Linked DNA regions of Mus musculus: region 2 is linked to region 1. Evidence: chromatin contacts called from public Hi-C data. All regions are on one chromosome and are shown on one strand. Each heading gives the region's core, a stretch centred on a gene start, on an enhancer-like site or on the middle of the called end of the contact. The rest is flanking DNA. Distances are from core to core; before and after follow the strand shown. Region 1 overlaps Chst15 (carbohydrate sulfotransferase 15). Region 2 has its middle 6.0 kb from the start of Gm35147.

Region 1 (3,931 bases), core at 1,035-3,534:
TCTACCACTTCCTATTTCATTTTCCATTTGAAATAGGAAATGAATCTTATTCAGGATTGGAAGGTGTGTATTGGACAGTTGAGTGGATGTGTGGCCAGGCTGATGGATGGAAAGAAGACAGTCGAGAATGGGCAGAAGTGTCTTGGGCCACAGTGCATGGATGGCTTCAGTCTTTTCCATCTGTTTGGTTCCCCACCCTGTCACTGCCTTTGTAGCTACAGAGACCCGCTGAGATGAATGGCTTGACTTGCTCTTTAGCCCCCTTCTTAAGAAAACGTAGTCTGACCCCAAATTGTCACGTGCAGTTTCATCTATAGGTCATGAACACCCACCTGAGCCTTGCTGGCCAGCAGCTGCTTTGAGGTTCGGAAAACCAGGGAGAGAAGAGAGATTGAAAAAAAAATACTGGGAGCCTTGTCTCCTTTGTAGCGGTTGGCTTGTGAACAGGAAAGAGAAGGGAGCCATGGTAGACAGCTAGAACAATAGTCTTAAAAACGGTACTGAAACAACCACAGAGTCCAGACATGAGCATGGGCTGTTAACCTGAGTTCAGTGGTAATTCAGGCAGCCTGGGTCTAGGGATGGGAACTAGGCACCTTAAACATCCACACTGATTACCTCAGTGACCAACGCTATCTTGCCTTGCCCTCTTCCATAGAACTTGATTTGTTCTTGCTCTTTCCCACTGCTGCTTCTAGAGAGTTCTCTGGAGAGTCCTGCCGTGGGTTTCCCCTTTGCTGCTGCTGCCTTGCTGCCTGCTAGTGGACCCCAACACTGCCTGCCTATCCCATGCCCTGCCGTCGCCCACAGGGAACGGTGTCTCCAGGAGATGTTTCTGTGGTTCCCTAGCCCTCTGTCAGGACATTCTGCACCTTGTCTACAGGTGGACTGCTACAGATAACATGTAGTAGTATTCTGCGCTGGTGACATGTGAGCGCCAGCCTTTCTGCCCTGCCTGCAAACACGCTGGCAGATCCTCACCAGATGATCCCTAGTCCCTTTTTGTGTGTTAGGTCTCCCCCAGTCCTCCTCAGATGTCCTTACATGACTGTCACGCTAGAAAGTTTGCCAGTAAATGTTAATTATGCAACAATACACAGATCTGCTTCCCACTGCTTAAGATTAATTCTTTAAGTTGTGGCTAAAATATAAACTTCTTTGTAGTTTAGTAAATGAAGAGAAGAGAAAATAGGTTTCTTTTTCTTTTTCTTTTTCTTTTTTCCAGAGTAGCTTGATTTAGAATCATTCCAGATGTTCACCCAGCATCTCTCTTTCCCGAGCCCAACTGTCTGGAAGCTGTCTTGGGCTGAAAACCTGCCAAGGACCCCCTTAATCTCTCCCCACTTCTAACACTGCCTCATAATTTTAACTATTTTGAAATGATTTTAGACATGCAGGAAGTTGCAGCGTTCCTATGTACCCTTTGCCCAGCTTCCTACAATGATAACATCATCTGTGACCCTAGGACCCCATAAAAGCCAGGAAATTGAGGCTGGCCCAATCTCATTAACCAAGCTGCAGGCCACAGTCTGCGTCTCTTGATGTTATTAAACCCAGGGATTCACAGCACTTTGGAAGCGTTTAGAATTTCACTAAGTTCAGTTCCGTCTTTTATCATTTAGATGATTTTTGGATCCTTTCCAATTGGCAGTCAATGATATTAGTTTCTGCCAGGTCAATAAATCCTTGAAGGGCCACTTTAATGCATTTCATGAATGCTCGATCCTGCTTGATACTCTATGGGTTCCTCTACCTGAAGAGTGGACCCAGATAACCCTCTTATCTGGGTTTGAGGAATTCCTGGAGACAAGGAATGATTCAGGTCAGTGTGGTGTAATGGAACATATGACTGAAAACTGAGGTCTTGAGATCTGATCACAGTAACCAGAATACATGGGGTTACCTAACATTCCGAGTGCCCCCATTTCATAGTTCAAATTCTAGCAACTTAGTAGTAGAGTTGGGACTTGAACCTAGATGATCTGAATCAGAGAGTGCTTGCAGCCTGTTAGCCTTTCAAGCGGGTCTACACACTTTTCTGGCCTGGTTCTCACTGACTGTGCCCTGGTTGCCCCCCACCCCCACCCCCACCCCCAGCTCTGAGATGGGCTTTACTAAGATCTACCACATCTCTTAATGTAAGTGCAGTGGCTTTCCTGGTGAAATGGTTTTACTGGCAGAGCTGGGAGCCCTCAAAAAGAAACAAGCAACCCACCCAACCCCTTGGAGGTGCTTTAAGGTGAGATTTTTGTAGTTGTATTTAATGTGATAGGAGCCTTAGTTCCCATTGAATTATCTTTTGATGTGTTTTAATTAGGCCATCTGCAAACTGATTTCAAGATGCAAAATCCCGAGTGGCCGGCCAGCCCAGCACCCCCATGTACTTAGCTCAGGACTCACATGATGTGTGTGCATCCCTTTCTCCCTGTCATGGGTGCCATTAATGGTGACATGCCACTAGTATAGAATATGGGAACTTTGTCTGCATAATTGGGTTTGCAGTCTCTACCAAGGAAGCCTGCTTATAAATGGTGTTTAAGCTGCACAGGCTTGGGGGACAAGCTGTAAAAACCAACAGTGCAGAGCACTGGGTGAAGGGCTTAATTTTCTCTTCTGCTTGGGGACCAAACACATTACTCCACGAAGGTAAAGATTTTCCCATTTATAGAGGCTGTGAGGGATAAGCCTCGGCTCATAAATTTCCTCCATGGCCTCTCCTCAGAGCCTGTGAGATGGCCTGACTCCGGGGACCAGTGTCTAACTACATTAGTGCGATAAATTAAAGGGCCCAGTGTTGGCTAAATTGTCAGGCAGAGCTGCATGGGAGCTGGCCCTGAGATTGGACTTGTGATAAACAGGCTTCTGCTAGCTCCTCCTAGGAGAGGGACCACTCTCGTCCCCATTCCCAAGCACTCCTAGGAAAGCTCCAGTGATAACCCAAATCTGAGACAGAAGGTAATGTTCAGAGTGAGTCGTCATCAGCTGGAATGCATAGGAAGGAATTCCTGGGTATGTTTTCTCCATTCGATCTCATTGTCATTGTCATTCTATCTGTCTTGTCTGTTGTCTGTCTGTCTATCTATCTATCTATCTATCTATCTATCTATCTATCTATCTATCTATCTATCATCTATCTATCATCTGTCTGTCTATCTATCTATCTATCTATCTATCTATCTATCTATCTATCTATCTATCATCTATCTATCTATCTATCTATCTATCATCTATCTATCATCTGTCTGTCTATCTATCTATCTATCTATCTATCTATCTATCTATCTATCTATTGTCTAATTTGTTCTAGGCTATTCTTAGGTTAAATATGTAGCCACGGATGACCGTGACTTTCTGATCCTCCCATCTTTGGATTGCAGATGTGTGCCACCACACTTGGTTTATGCAATGCTGCGGATTGAACCCAAGGCGTTGTCTATGCCAGGCAAACATTCTTACCAATGGTCTTAGTAACCTTTTTATTGTGATAAAGCATGTGACCAAAGCCACATAGAGAAGAAAGTGTTTAATATGGTGCTTATGGTTTCGGACGGTAGAGTTCATAATGGTGGAGAAATGGACACACAGGGAATATTGCTAGTCTTTTGGAACCACAAAGCCTGACCCTAACGACACACCTCCTTCAAGGCCATAGCTCCTAATCCTTCTCAAAAAGTTCCACCAACTGGGGATCAAGTATTCAAACATGAGTGTATGGGAGCCATCATCATTCCAAACTGAGCGATATTCCCGGTTTTCATTATTAAACTTTTTATGAATCTATAGACTGGCAATGTGATTTTCAGGCTTTGGTGCAACATGGTCCTAAGAGTCCCATATTAAAGAAGCCAGAACTTCTTTATAGCAGAGCATTAAATGAAGTACACAGAGGGTTTGAACATGAGTTGACTTTACAAATGTTCATGTAGCTGGC
Region 2 (3,931 bases), core at 506-3,005, 170 kb before region 1:
GCCCCTGTGTCTGTCAGGAGCAAGGTGTGTCAGGAGCAAGGTGGGTTCTTCAAAGCCCTTTGATACAGGGCCATTTGGAGCCAGTCATGATCCCAAGCCAAGGTACCACCAGCGTTGCTAATGTTATCAAGCGTGTTAGACTAAGAACTTCTTAGATCCTGGGGTAAGCTTGGTGAATGAGGTAGAGTGGGTTCAGGGACGTAGGAGGTGTCTAAATATGTCAACTCTGACCCTGGCTTTATAGGCAGTGCAGTGACAACATCCAGTCACCTGTGTCAAAGCTCCACTTGGCCTATCGGGTATGGGAGTTTTTATGTGTGGAAGGGAGGTGCCTATATCTAAGTGATGTGTGTGTATATATGTCTGTGTCCCTGAGTCTGTGGGTGTCAATATATTTGTGTAAGATGTGACTTGTGTCAGTACATTCAGGGTGTCTGGACGCCAATGAGTCTTCGGTGTCTACGTATATTACAGTCCATGTGTTTCTGAAAGCATTTCTTGCTGTACTGATGACCCTGTGGTCCTGGACAGTAGATGACCTGAGACCATTCCAGTGGCAGGTCCCTGCCATATTCAGCTCTATTATATCTACTACTTAAGTGAGGCACGGACCCCCTGAGGGCTCAGAAACTGACTGATGACTCCCCACTGGTAAGTGCCCAATCTAGGCTCCACATCCAACCACCTAGGCTTGGAGCTTTGGTCTTAGCCATATTTTGAGCCCCAGCAAGCCCAGGATCTAGGAAGTATACTAAATATCTACGCCAGGTCACAGGCAGGGTGCTTGGTCCAGATTTCATCCTGGAATCTTGTCCAAGGGAATGACCCCCACCATGCCTCCTTGTCGCTTATCGAGACCCAACAAGACACTCTATTTAGAGTCAGTAATGCAGCATTGAGAGCCATTCTGGGGATCTGAGCCTCACAGTTGTTCACAGCTATAGGGCTACCTCTGGACTGTTGAGGAGGCTGACTGAAGCTAGCTCTGTAAGCAGCTGCTGGCAGGTCTTCCACAAGCATAAGGAGGAGCCGTTACTCAATGTTGGTCTGGGTCTCTGGGTGCCTTCAGTGTGCATATAGTCCTGCTTAGCCAGCAGGATGCAGGATGCGGGGACTCCTCATCCCAAGATGTCCATGCCACTGAAATGTGCTTCAGGGAGAGTGGGAGATTTATGGCCAAAGTCATTTTAAATGGAATTAGGTGTCTAAATCAAATTTGCTGCTGTTTCTCCCTCTCCCTCTCTCTCTCTCTCTCTCTACACACATACACACACACACACACACACACACACACACACACACACTACCTCTAGAATACCCTGTTTGCATGTATATACACAAAACACCGGCCCTAGAGAGAACACTGACCTTGAGGCACAAAGGTATTTCAGCTTCTCATTACTAGTCACTTGGTATTAGTAGGTACCACATGGTGACATGGGCTGTGTTTCTGTCTGTCCTGAAGAAATGATCCTCCCAAGAGCATGGAAGAAGCTTATGGATATAGAAAAAGTGCTCTGCTAAGGTCACATGCCAGAGACAGGGCCAGTCTGCTCCAATCTAAACCCCATTCTTCTATCTAGTGGTACCAGGAGTCACCCTTAGAAGCCTGCTGGATTTTTACGTTTCTACATTCCAACCTGGCTCTTGTGTGAGAAAAGGAGTACGTTTTTGGCACCAAGTTCACCCTAAGCTTGCTATAGCACCGTGGGAGGAAGGCTGTCAGGTAAAGTAGAAGCTAACGATCGAGGTTTGCATTTTGGGCTGACTACACTGCAGTTGTTCTACACGTACCCCCAAGCGTTTGACACCGAATCTGTGTAGCTCATACCCGTGTGCTCGGTGTTCAGGTATATGTGGGTACCCTGAGCTCCTTCTCAGTGGCTTTGGCACCCTGAGTGAGGTAGGGTACACTTCTCTTGCTGCTTGCGCCTCTTAGCTCTGGACCTTCTTAGATGCTAGGACAGGAGGTACCATTTTCCAGGCCAACCCACCTCTGATTTCTGCCCTCGAGGGAGGCTCCCAGACTGACCCATGAGGAGGTCCCAGCTTGGCCTGTCTCCTTTTATTTTTATTTTTAAAAAAAATCTCCATCAGTAACTTGATTGGAGGAAACAAGACCAGGCAAGGTCTGTCTGGGGGGAGTCATTTCACCTTTGAATTCCTCAATTTCCTTGTCTGAAAAAAGAAGCTGTCCAGCTTCCCCCAACTCCCCTGGAAAGTGCTGGATACAAGAAAATGCTTGACTCATGGCAAGCACCCAGCCACCAGAGGGCACTATGAAAAACAAATCCCACAGGACCAACTAGAAGACCTCCCAGAGGACTTGGGAGAGAGTGGGCTCTGCTCGCTCAGTCAGACATCAGAGGATGGGGTTCTCAGGGACCGTTATCCATTCTGGAGGGAGGATAACGTTTATCTGCATCCTAGGTTCTGTCTGGAGGAGGAACCACCACTTCTAGAAAGAAATCTCTAAGATGTAGAAGGTCACTCAGCCCCTCCCCACTGTGGCCCAGTGGGTCCTTGCCTTGTCTTCAGTGGTACCTCTTTGCACCCATAGTTATTATGTGTGGCTTATTGCAGACACTAAGGCAAAGTGTTCCTGGAGAGGACAGGGTGGAGGACTGCCTCCTAAGTGACTCCGCCCCTCCCGTCCCCCATCCCCCATTGCTGTAGAGCAACCCTACTCCCCCAAAGAATTTTGGGATACTGAACTAGATAGGAATTAAAGTTTCTTTAAGCAGGACCTTTGGCAGGGCAGGCATGACAGGGCAGGCGTGAGACGGGGGCTGGGGCCTGTACTTTAGCAACTGTACCATGCACAAATAACCATATGGCCTCTGACCATAATCAGTTACTCAATTCTCACTACATTCTGCAGTATGAACACCATGCCACCTTAACAGTCAAGAAAGCTGAGGCTCTCGGCGTGCAGGGAGTCAGCCAATTCAGGATCTGAACTTCATCCTGGAAGGACATTTTTAAAGGATGGGATCACAAAATATGTGTGGGGAGGTGGGGTGGGCAGTTGCATTAACCAATCATATTTTGATATAAGGGGTTAAACAAGGAAGTTAAGGCTGGTGACTTCTCCTTATCCGGGTCATCTGTTTTCAGGGTCCTTGAGTCAGCTTTTGCAGTCAGGTCCCCTCCTGGAGTCTGACCTGGAATCTAGAATGATAAAGAACAAGGACTGGGCAAGCTGCACGCACTCAATTAAGTGGGGACAGGCAGCACACTATGACTTGTGTGCCTTGGCTAGATTCCCTCTTTGCATCCCTTACTGGCTAACAAACAAGCATGGACCATCTGAAGAGGCCAGAGAGTTGGGTTCTGCAGCCTGGAAACAGGAGTTTAGTTCTGTTTCTGCCAGCAAGGTGGAACTTGCTCCTGAGATGGCCGAACTCAGGAAACTATCTGGCAACAGACCCAGCCCATCTTGCTCTCTGTGTATGCCCCTGTAGAGCCCACCTCTAAGTCCATGCAGATACGTGTCTTCTGGATCTGCCCCTAAGGCTTCCTCATAGGTCAATGCTGAGCCTAGTCCCAGCTTTCTCTGCATGCTCTCGCCATCCATTCAGTCCTGTCTCCAGTGAAACCTGTAGGTCCAGTGGAGCCTGTAGGCTAAACCAAATCAAGATGATGGTCTCCCCAGAGAGGTGGCAACTGGACAGAGGGACATCGTTGATTATACCTGCTCTTGGCCTAATGTCAGCACTCCACCTCTGCCTACCTAAGCTTCTCTCACACCCCAAATCTGGGGCTTCTGCTCACATAAGCACCTATATCACAACCGTCTTCCTGTCCCCAACCCGTCATCCCTGCGGTTGGACTGAATGCTATCTAGAGGGGGGCAGTTCTAGGTCCCTGGTGACAGGTATGTGTCCATGCGTGGTGGTGACCAGAGGTCAATCTCAGGTACTGTTTCTCG

The links. Hi-C and Micro-C count contacts between places; a contact is called where the count stands out from the background.
Region 2: a contact with region 1 is called in a Hi-C map of the N1E-115 cell line, with 5 times the contacts expected there. The contact joins two enhancer-like sites. A contact is called at or near these places in 8 of 39 promoter capture datasets (3T3-L1-derived adipocytes, the C10 cell line, the HPC-7 cell line and 5 more), 2 of 15 datasets of contacts at CTCF or cohesin (large pre-B cells and pro-B cells), 14 of 484 Hi-C or Micro-C datasets (B cells, CD8 T cells, the G1E-ER4 cell line and 9 more) and 3 of 115 datasets of contacts at active chromatin or transcription factors (embryonic basal ganglia, extraembryonic endoderm stem cells and kidney).

Annotation. Positions count from the first base shown.
Region 1 is chr7:132,297,409-132,301,339 of GRCm38.p6, reverse strand. All of the region lies in intron 1 of Chst15 (carbohydrate sulfotransferase 15), which reads left to right. Among named protein-coding and RNA genes, the nearest start is that of Gm10584, 16 kb to the left of the region's middle. Within about 2 kb of position 2,284, at least 3 of the 459 cell types and tissues checked have an H3K27ac peak or open chromatin away from gene starts, as enhancers often do. A contact at or near this core is called in the N1E-115 cell line, where this site is marked.
Region 2 is chr7:132,469,870-132,473,800 of GRCm38.p6, reverse strand. No RefSeq gene overlaps it. Among named protein-coding and RNA genes, the nearest start is that of Gm35147, 6.0 kb to the right of the region's middle. Within about 2 kb of position 1,755, at least 3 of the 459 cell types and tissues checked have an H3K27ac peak or open chromatin away from gene starts, as enhancers often do. A contact at or near this core is called in the N1E-115 cell line, where this site is marked.